Regions from separate parts of the Gossypium hirsutum genome. Here region 1 is linked to region 2. Evidence: chromatin contacts called from public Hi-C data. All regions are on one chromosome and are shown on one strand. The core of a region is the stretch at or near the end of the contact, and the rest is flanking DNA. Distances in the headings are between cores, read along the strand shown.

Evidence for each region. Hi-C and Micro-C count contacts between places; a contact is called where the count stands out from the background.
Region 1: a Hi-C map of leaf shows a contact between it and region 2, with 1.9 times the contacts expected there. The contact joins the promoter of LOC107914807 here to the promoter of LOC107915444 in region 2. A contact is called at or near these places in 10 of 34 Hi-C or Micro-C datasets (callus, hypocotyl and leaf).

The regions. Positions count from the first base shown.
Region 1 is chrD10:28,096,971-28,102,678 of Gossypium_hirsutum_v2.1, forward strand. It overlaps LOC107914807 (protein maph-9), which reads right to left and starts at 2,886. Exons shown (of 2, transcript XM_016843838.2): 1 at 2,349-2,886; 2 at 1,249-1,631. The coding sequence starts at 2,732. The coding sequence ends at 1,473. It overlaps LOC107914808 (O-fucosyltransferase 1), which reads left to right and starts at 3,860. Exons shown (of 10, transcript XM_016843839.2): 1 at 3,860-3,943; 2 at 4,047-4,218; 3 at 4,903-4,981; 4 at 5,082-5,152; 5 at 5,378-5,466. The coding sequence starts at 3,936. It overlaps LOC107914806 (alkaline ceramidase), which reads left to right. Exons shown (of 3, transcript XM_016843832.2): 3 at 1-519. The coding sequence ends at 187.
Region 2 is chrD10:27,955,606-27,961,129 of Gossypium_hirsutum_v2.1, forward strand. It overlaps LOC107915444 (protein Rf1, mitochondrial), which reads right to left and starts at 3,930. Exons shown (of 1, transcript XM_016844605.2): 1 at 2,596-3,930. The coding sequence starts at 3,930. The coding sequence ends at 2,596. It overlaps LOC107914799 (a long non-coding RNA gene), which reads left to right and starts at 5,455. Exons shown (of 4, transcript XR_005919301.1): 1 at 5,455-5,524.

The DNA of each region.
Region 1 (5,708 bases), core at 1,636-4,135, 140 kb after region 2:
GATATCTGGTTGGTACTTCAACCCTCAGGGTCATGCGCTTTGGCATGTCTTGATGGGCTTCAATTCTTATTTCGCCAACACATTTCTGATGTTTTGTCGTGCTCAGCAGCGAGAATGGGACCCAAAAGTTGTTCACTTCTTGGGATTTTTCCCTTACGTTAAGATTCAAAAACCAAAGAGCCAGTAAAAAACTTGCTCCCTAGTGATTTTGGCAAGCTGGTAGCAGGCATAGGAATCACAATTCATTTTTTCCCTTTTTGCGTCTTTAAGAAAAGGATGTAAATGATAAATGAATGTTGATAGTATTGTTGGGACTTCATTTTCACAGTAATGCTAGTCTTTTCCAGGAGAAAAAAAAAAGAAAAAAAAGAATGGAAAGTAGTCTGTCCCATAATTTTACATCTTATTCTTCTGTCAGTTTTTCCAATTCCCTCACCCTTTTGTAAAATAAAGTGAACGAGGTCGGTTGGTCTTTTAATTGTTCATATGCCATGAGATCCTATGATGTCGTTTGTTCCAGAATTGTTCATATGCTAGATTCGCTCTGTTTTGTCTTCCAACTCTCAACCCTGGAATTTTCCATTTGTACCAGTTTCAAAGCTTCAGATCAATATGTTTTTTAGGCTTTAAACTTCGAACCCCATTAGGGCTATTGTATGAGTTGATGGTACATGGGAGATTAGATTGAGAACAATGGTCTTTGTTAGTTTCTCCTGTTGATATCCTTGGGGGATACTGATTTTCTTTAAGGCACTGTTCAGTAGGAGACACAGAAGACCAAAGAACCGCATTAATCGGACTTTCTTCTTCATTGTCAGAGGGAAATTGGTTTTCAAGCTCTATAAGATCCAACTTACATAACATTTTGTTTGCAGAACTCAAAAAGCTAATCGACCGAAGCATCATCATTTCTGCAAACTCTGTCAGGCAGGCTCATATTTAACAGGCCTTGTATAGAGTCTTCAAGTCTCTTACACATTCCATAACATACTTGCCCAGATTGATTGTATATAAAGTTCCAATATATGTATATACATATATAGAAAAGCTTAAAGAAGTTGAGCATAGCTGTATCAAGCATGTATCCAACACTCATCTCAAGTTCCAAAAGCATAGCTTGAAAAAGGGTTAAAGCAACCAGCGGACTACATTGTTAGCTCAGAAGGTTTAGAGACCAACAGTGTGGTCTGTTTGTAGAAGAAAAGAGTAGGATAAAGGCAATAAAGGCAAAAGTGAGAGACAAGCTGATTCACTTGAACAGTTGAATAGCATTCAGCCAATAAAGTACATATATGCATGCTTGAATAATAGTCCAAAACTTGCTATAAATCTTCAATGAAGCTATTACCAACAAACCACATTGATGCAGGGTTTTAACAGAGAAAAACAAACAGTACACAAACATTTCCATTAGTCACTAGATTCACATAAAATCCTTATTTTATGTTCTTCGAATTTAAAGGAAAAACCAGTTAAAAAACAATGGCACTAAAGATCTTACTCTCCAATTCCTGTTCTTCAATCCACATGGAACTTCTTCTACGCACTAGATCTTTCGCCTCTTTCTTCTTATTCTCATGTAGCGTTCGTTTCATTCTCCAATTTTCAAGCTTTTCTGCTCTTTCTTTCAACTGCATTCATGGAAATAGAACCTTGACCATATGATAAAGACCAAGAATTGAAGGATCAAGTAACTTCATTTTCAAATTGAGAAGTAGAAATAAGGCCATAGACATAAGGTAAGGCTAGGGGCTTAACCAGGCCGAGTTGAGCTCAAGCCTGAAAGAAACTTGAGCTTGATACAAAAATCAATAAGATTAAAAAAAAATCAAGCTGCTTGAGATCGGCTCAATTCCCATGCTCAACTTCAAACTCAATAATGTTAGTAGTAAGCAGAAGTATTATCCTCAAACATCATCATGTTGACCGAGATCAACCGTAATTACCATATCACCTAGCCATGGTAGAATGAGAATCAACCATATCCACCAAGGCATTCAAGGGAATAACAACTATTATGATATAGGATATCCATACAGTCAAAGTGTAAATGCCAGTATAATTTAGTTCGTCGATTCAATGGAACAAAAGGATAGGCTTGGGAGATTCTCCTACTCAACTTAAAACTAACGAATAAAGGTAACAATAAAATTTAATTTCTTAACTGAACATTAACTTTATTTTATATATAAACTAACATAATCGAAAGATAGGCAAAGGAAATTAGGGTTTTGAATTTGGTGTTTCACTTAAACAAACCTACAAATCCCAATTTCCAATTTTCTTAATTTTATAACTGAAAATCATCATAAAATTCAAGAAACAAAGTATGAGAGGTAAAAGATTACCAGGGTTTGTCGAAACTCTTCTTCAGCAACCATACGCTCTTGAGCTCTAACCTTAGCAGCCTCAGCCTTAAGCCTTTTACGCTCCTCATTAGCAACTCGTATAGCCTCTTTCCTAGCCTCTTCTTTTCTGAGCTTCTCAAGACGCAACAACTCCATCTCGTGGATGTACTCCTTGCGTACATTTTTTACTTGCTTGGCGTAGTCTCGTCGCAACAGGGCGAGTTTCTTCTCGGCCTCTTTGGGGTCGTTGGGGGTCTTCCAGCTGCCCAAGAAGGAGTTGGGATCTAAATATTTGTGGGTTTTCTGGTGGTGGTTGTGGTGGGATGATTTGGTGGAGAATGAGCGGGTGAGGGTTTTGGAGAGGGTCCTGAAAGAGTTCGCCATTGCTGTGTTCTTCGAAGCTACTCCGCTGCTGGTGGAGAAAGAGGAGGGTTTTGTTTGTGTTGGGCATGGGCTACTCTGCCATTAATGGAGGCCCAGTCCAAGAAACAGTTCCAATTACCCAACACAACCGCCTAATCCCATCGTTCATTTCCCTTCTCCAAATTACACCCCAGTTTTCACTCATTATTATTATTTTCTAATTTTTTAAGGTTTAATTCTAATTTCATACTTTTTTTACAGAAACTTTGAAATTATTCCTCTGTTTTAATTTGTCGGAATTTGGTTTTACAAAAATTAAGAAGTTGATCAAACTAGATAATATCATGATAGATGGATGACTTGAAATTTAACTGTTCATTAATTTTATTTGTAAAGAGTTAGTAATAGTTTTGCAATTTGAATGGCAAAATTAAACTCTTCAAATTTATGTATTTAGATTAATTTCTCAGTTTTCATAAAATACAGATTAAATTTTGACAAATTAAAGGATAATGATTAATTTCTCAACTTTCTTAACATAGAGAGATGAAATTTAGAATTCAACTTTTTTTTTATTTTTAATTTTTTGGGAGAAGGCACCATTTATTCTTTGAACTTGAAAATTTTTTCCAATTTTGTCAAGCTTCAAGATTAACGTGAAAAAACAAAATTAAGGAACTAAGTTAGGAAAAATTGACAAGTTCATGGGCTAAAGGATGCTTTATTTCTTATTTATTTATCTATTTTGAGTTAAAATATGTATTAAGTCTTTGTACTCTTTGTATATTTGAAATATAGTCCTTTTACTTTTATTTATAAGAGTTTAGTTCTTTACTTTTTTTTATAGATTTAATTGTTAACACCGTTAAAATTCTTCTATTAAATTCGTTGATTTGATATTTTAAAATAAAAAATACTCACTTGATAGTCATATAACCAAAAAAGAACGTTGTAATAAGTCTGAATTTAATAGGATAATTTTAATAATTGAACTTGTACTTTTAGATCCAAAAAGTAGAAGGATAAAATTAGTTAAAATAAAAGTAGTAAGACTAAATTACAAATGTACAAAGAGGACAGGGAGCTATAGCATATTTTAACCATTACATTGACTAATTTCAAGGTTTTACAGCGCGCCAAGTAAAACCGACAACCAGAAAGAAGGAAATTTGTAAAAACATCAGATCTGGGAATAATACATTGCTTTTTTTGTCTTTCGTAATTATGCGGAGGTTTACAAACTAACTAGTTAATTCGTTTTTCCGTTAAAATTTTCGGTTTTCCGTTGAACCAGACTGCCATTTTTTAACTTCTTCTTTCTATTTTGTTGCTTAGGTCGGGGCTGCATAGGCAGCATGGGAAGCAAGGAGCTGGAGGAGGAGGAGGAGGAGCAAAGGGAATTTACACCAAACTAACGATTGCCGTTGTGGTGCTTTTGATCTGCACGCTCTCGCTTTTGTTTTCGGCTACAATTGGCGGAAATCGCGGATCTCTAGAGCCTTCCGAGGTTAGTGGTTCTTGTAAAGAGTTAGGATCTGATCGTCTTGATTTTGATCCCTGGCTTCGTGATTAAATTTTCAGTATTAAGCGAATTTGCGGATTGCTTCTGTTATCAGATTGTTGAAACTTAATAAGGCATAAATGTTATTAGTTTGTTGTCTGAGTTAGTCTATAGTAATGCTCACGCTCAATAGAAGCCTTAGGGGAATCTCTTGTTTGATGCGTCTGCAAACCATCTCATTTGGTCTGTACTTTATTTGGCGTTTGTAATGTACCTCATAAATTGACCTATTTACTTGCATGAAAAATCATCAAAGTGGAAATGTTTTATTTATTGCATTGGTTTGGTTTTATGCTAATTTGCTAGGATCATGCGGATTAAGTCCAAGAGGATCATTAGCTAGTTATCAGAGACTTTAGGTGTTTTTATGCATGATTCCGCTTCCTTTAACAATATTTGTTGATAGGTTTTTGTTATCTTTATAGGTAATGGTTTGAGATAATCGTAATAAAACAGTTCCTCTGTAGTCAGATGCTTGAGACTGGTTGTTGTATTATTTCGTACTATATACCTGTGGGAGCTAAACCAGTGAATAGGATTTATTCTCGCCCTTTTCCACTTTTAGTGGCTGGTCATCATTGTCAATCACTCTAACCTTTGATCATTCTTTTTTCTGAAATGTTTATTCAGATCAATGCAGAAGAACTTTGGGAAAGTGCCAAGTCTAGTGGATGGAGGCCTTCATCTGCTCCACGATCTGATTGGCCCTGTAACTACTCATAACTTTCCCAAAGAAAAAAAATTATGTTTGAATTGATTTTATGTAAAAATGTAAGTTCCTTAGAATTCTTATTGCTATATTCTGGCAGCTCCTCCAAGGGAAACTAATGGTTATCTTCGAGTCCGTTGCAATGGCGGTCTGAACCAACAACGCAGCGCGGTTTGTGTTAACCTTTTTGCTGTAAATTCTACTCTATCATACTCTGTTTTTCCATGGAAATCAAATAGGTGCAAGCCAGCTTGAGTTTTTATGGTTATGTTTTGTTTTAGATTCTTAGTGTAAAAAGGCTTAAAAGTTTAAAATAGAGTAAGATTGTGTTGATATTGCTTCTGTGGTTTATAAATTTTAAATAAAATATTAATTTTGCTTCTTTTGGTGTTCTAGATCTGTAATGCAGTTCTTGCTGCACGAATTATGAATGCCATACTTGTACTGCCTGAGCTGGATGCAAACTCCTTTTGGCATGATGAAAGGTAATCTTGTCTCGTCATTTCCATCCCCCCTTTTTTTTCAATTTATTTGAAATTAACTGGGTACTTCTATAACAGAAGCAGTGTACGTGATGAGTAGGGACACAGATTTTAGATGGAAAATTTTCAGATAGAATTTAAACATTTATTTAGACAGTGCAAAAACTTAATGGCTTGGCAATTATTGGCATTTTCCTTTTTGGAAGCCATAGGAAGTGAAATTCTGATTTCTTGGATTTGGCATC
Region 2 (5,524 bases), core at 2,680-5,179:
TGCATAAAATATCTATTATGGAATCTAAAGTAACAATGGCAGGTGAAATTTCAGATGCAATCATTCGTGGCCAAACTTGCAGAAGGCATGAATAGGCGTAGTATAAGTGATAACATCAGGCCTTATGCCTCTTTGGGTCATTAAATCAAATACAGATATTGCTTCTTGGATCTTCCCATCCTTGCAAAGAGCAGAAATTAAAGCATTTACCATATAGACATCAGGAGAAATCCCCTTGTTAACCGTGTCAGCTAATAATCGTTTTGCTTCATCCCACTTGCCAATGCTGCAAAACCCATTAATTATTGCCTCAATTCTAATATAGTCAAAGCCTTCTCCGTGCGTTTCTCCTTACACAATCCATCTATAATCGTACTATAGCATAAGCTTCCATTTCCATTCATCTTTATCAACAAAACGACTGCAAAGCGAAAATTCCGTTACTTGCAAAGTATAAAAATAAATTAATATATATACCAAATTAAAATGCTATTATTATTGTATAAAAAAAAATTTTAAAGTTAAACCATATAGGATACAAGTCTATTTGAAAAGCTATAAGATAATCAGATTTGAATATAAATATTTGTAATTACCCGCTTAAATTGACTTAGGTACTCCAATTATATTCTACTATCCAATCATGAAAATTCAATTACTAATTGGCTTTGTTTGATTATAAGTAACAAATCAGTGAATTAATTCCTATAAATCAGTGGATCGAATCCCTCGTTCAAGGGATGGCGATTTGAGCTATGAAAATACTGAATTTCCTTTTCTGTTTGCTAAATATTTCTATCATGTTCCCTCCTTTTAGAACTAAGTTTTTAAGGACTAAAATGATAGTGTAGTATCCTTTTGCTAGCTGTCATTTTATTCTGTTGGCCAGATATTTGCAGCTATAGGATTTTGTTTAGTTTTCTAAGGAACAATACTTTTGAGAACGTGGATAGGTTGCTTCCTTGATCTTTTCCTTTTCATTAGTAGCCTAATGCATCACTTAAAACCTAACAAGAAATAGCTTTCAAGAGGTCAATTCCAGTTTCCTGCTATGGAGCTCCAAATGGAAGTCATAGGTACTCACTAACAAGAGAAATAGCTTTCTTTTTCTGTACACATGGTTGATCAGTCATGGCTTGAGCAATGGCCAGAAAAGCAGAGGATCCTCCAACTTTAGAAAATTAAACACAACCATTTTGGACACGTACCTGTATCCAACCGTAGCACACGAGTCCGAGTAACATAGTTTACTAGAACTTAGGTTCTCAAACAATGTATTTCCAACTACTATACCTTCCAAAGCTTGTCTAGCTCTTTAGAAAAGTATAGAGAAGATCACTAAAATGCCATATATAGATGGCATTGTTTCTGTCAAGAGCACAACTGTATAATATGCATAGTAGAACTGATTTCGACTTCATTAAGGGCTAGTTTAGCATTGCTTCTAAGTATTTTCGAGACAAAAAGCACTTTTGCGATAAAAACATTGCTACACAAGATGCTTTTGAGCTTTTCAAAAATACTTTTGGGGTAAAAATACAGGCTTTGCAAAAGCACTTTTTTAACCAAAAGCAAAACCAAAAAAATTTAGTTTTTTCTCAAAAGTGCTTTTCGGCCCAAAAACACTTTTGAGAAGTAATGCTGAACTAAAAGTCTAAGAAACAATCAGACTGCATTTTGGTGAAAGAATCTGGTAAAAAAACTAGTGTTCGAGTCATGTACATTTCACCAACGAGGAAAACACTAATGAAGTATAACCAATGCTTAAGGTCTGTCCACAAATTTTCAAGTCAGCCTCTCCTCATATAATTTTAAACCCAGAATCATTGTTTATTTTGTTTCAGAACTACAGTCTTAGCCATTAGTAAACTAAGATTAAGTTTGACCAATCCCATATAAAACGCAACGGTGTCATCCCGTATTCTTCATCCACTCATATTTCCTTCTAATAATAATTATTACATAACATTCCAGAGCGATAGAATTAATAGTGCCACAGTCATGGCTCTCTCACCTCTCCTTGGCATTCTCCTTACTTCTAACATTGATGGAATTCGGGGTGACAGCCCTCAAGCAAAGCCTGATTATGGCATAAAAAGAGAAGCCAGTATGAAAAGTGAAGCCTGGTTATGGTGATGATTCATCTAAGCATGGTTTAGATGGAATAACAGCAGACAGCCCTCAAGCAAAGCCAGACGATGAAGATGATATGCCGAACTATGACATTTACAAGCCTAAACAAGAAGAAAACTGTGAGGAAAAAGAAAAGCCTTATGTTGTTAAATCAAAACGAGAAGAAAAGCATTATCATGGCAGTAAACCAGACAACTACAAGCAAGCAAAGCCAGATGAAAAGTGTGTTATGGAGGAGGAGGGAAAAAAAGGCTGTCTACAAACCAAGCACAAGAAAACAAAAATCAACCAGAGTGAAGGAAAGCCTTTCTATGGCACAAAACAAGGTAATGACTTTACACCTCTTCGATCATTACCCTGTAAGTAAATTCATTTACACCTCTTCAATTATTATCCTGTAAGTAAATTCATTCGGCTTCATGCCTTTTTGATCCATCACCTTCAGTACTTCATGAGTTTTTTTTATTTTTCCTTGTTTGCTGATAGCATCCAACAAATGTTAAAAGTTTCAACATCAGGAACAATTTCTTCAGCAACCATCTTACTAAGCAAGCTTGTTGCTTCTCCACATTGTCCTGAATTGCATAATCCATGTATTAAACTACTGTAGGTGACGATGTCTGGTTTCAGATCTCTCTGAATCATTAATTTGTACAAGGTAATGGCTTCTTCAATCTTTTTTTCTTTGCACAAAGCATTGATTAAAGAGCTTAAGGTTTCCACATCAGGCTGGACTCCATTCAACATCCTACTAAACAAGCTAGCCACTCCTGCACAACTACCTAAACTCCACAATCCAAGTATTAAAAAGCAGTGGGTGACAATGTCAGGTATTACATTTCTCTGACTCATTAGTTCCAACATGCTAATGGCTTCTTCATTCTTGTTTTCCTTGTACAAAGCATTGATTAAAGATCTTAAAGTTTCCATATCAGGCTGGACTCCTCCATTCAACATCCTACTAAACAAGCTTGTGGCTTCTTCACATTTATCTGAATTGCACAATCCACGTATTAAACAATTGTAGGTGACAATGTCAGGTTTTACACCTCTCTGACTCATTAGTTCCAACATGGTAATGGCTTCTTCAGTCCTCTTTTCCTTGCACAAGGCATTGATTAAAGAATTGAAAGTTACTACATCAAGATGGACTCCTGCATTCATCATTCTATTGAGCACGGTTGTTGCTTCCGTCCATTTGCCCGAACTGCAAAACTCATATATTGAACAATTGTTTGTGACAACGTTAGGTTTTACATTTCTCTGTATCATTAATTCCAGCACAGTAAAGGCTTCTGAAGTCCTCTTTTCCTTGCATAAAGCATTGATTAAAGAATTGAAAGTCACAACATCAGGATGGACTCCTTCATTCATCGTTCTATTGAGCAAGCTTGTTGTTTCTTCCCATTGCCCAGAATGACAAAGTCCTTGAATAAGAGGATTATTGGTCACAACATCTGGTTTCACGCCTTTACGAGTCATTAGTTCCAGAATTTCAATTGCCTCTGATGACTGCCCCTCCTTGCATAAAATATATATCATGGAATTGAACGTTAATACGGAAGGTAAAATTTCAGATGCAATCATGTTTGCAAAGAAATTCCTGACCAATCTCCATTCGCCAAACTTGCATAAGGCATGAATTAGCATAGTATAAGTGATAACATCAGGCCTTGTGCCTCTTTGGCTCATTAAATCAAATACAAATATTGCTTCTTGGATCTTCCCATCCTTGCAAAGAGCAGAAATTATAGTATTTAAGGTATAGACATTAGGGGAAATCCTCTTGTTAACCATGTCAACTAATAATTCTTTTGCTCATCCCACTGGCCAACGCTGCAAAATCCATTAATCAACGAATTGAATGAACAACATCGGGCTCAATTCACCTATCTAACATATCTCGAAAGAGAATCAAAGCCTTGTCCATGCGATTCTCTTTACAGATTCCATCAATAATTGCACTATAGCATTCCGCACCAGGTTGAAAGCTTCCATTTCCATTCATCTTTAACAGAAGAAGAACAGCAAAACGAGAATTCCCTGATCTGCAAAGCTTCCTCATAATAATACTAAAAGTGTAGTGATTATGCGGATATCCATTGTCCAATATTTTCCTAAACATTCCCATTGCCTTGTTAATCTTACCCTCATCGCTCAGTCCAATAAGCAGAGTATTCATGGTATAATCGTCACGTTGAAGACCAAGTTTTACAATCATAGCCAACATAGAGAAACCTAAGTCCACCTTAGAGTGCTCATGGGTGGGCCGGGCTAAGTTCAGGTCGGGCCCATAAAAAAATTTCGGCCTGCGTCCTAGGCTCGGGCCCAGCCTGAAATATGAGCCTGAAATTTTGTCCAGAGCCGGCCCGAAAAATATTACTAAGCCCGAGCCCGGCCCAGTCTGGCCCATTTTTTTAATAAACACAAAATTTTATTTTAAAAATAAAAAAATAAAAAACATTATTTTAAAAATATTTTAAAATTAAAAAATATATATTTATTATATATTCGGGCCGGGCCCAGGCCAAAAAAATAGTACCCGAGGCCCGGCCCGTTTTCTAAACGAGCCTCATTTTTTATCCAAACTCATATTTCGGGCCTATATATTTACCCGAACCCCTCGTATTTCGGGTGGACTATTGGGCCGGGCCGGGCCGTTCGGCTCATGAGCACCTCTAGTCCACCTTCTTCAAATTACACAAACAAAGGATCCAAATGTTCATTGTAAAGATATTAGGTTGGAAGTCACTACAACCCATAATCTGTTTACACATGGAAACAATGCAGTGTTCCATCTTGAAGACTGCTCCAAGCAGATAATTAAAAGCCGAAATTGAGGGCAAGGGTCTCATTGAAATCATGGAATTGAAAAAACCCAGAGCTTCATCAAGCTCAAGGCATCTTGATTTACACTTATGTATGACTAAATTCTCGAGAGAGGTGGGTTTGGACATACCCATCTTGACATTTTCATCAGAAGCAGTAGAACAACTGGAAAGAAAACACGTATGGGCAGTTTAGAAAAAGGAAAAAGAAGAGAATTAGGAAGAATAAAACCAAAAATCATTGAGGTTATTCTCTTCGTCTTCACGACTGTCTCCATATCATCACAGTACAGTTGCAATTGAATCTGTCAGGATAAAACTATATTTGGCTCGGAGAGACCACTTTTTTTTTAATAATAGGGTTGGACTTTATTGAAAATGAATTGGACCCAGACACTTGAGCCCAACAAAAAAGTTCAACAAATAACAGAAGCCCAGCAGCGAGACCCACCAGGCAAAAAGAAAACACAAAAGAAATCAGAAAAAGGAAACTAAAAGTCCCCTGTCAAGTCGAATTTAATGAAACTGCCACCCGCCACTCCCCAAATCTACTTTTCATCAAA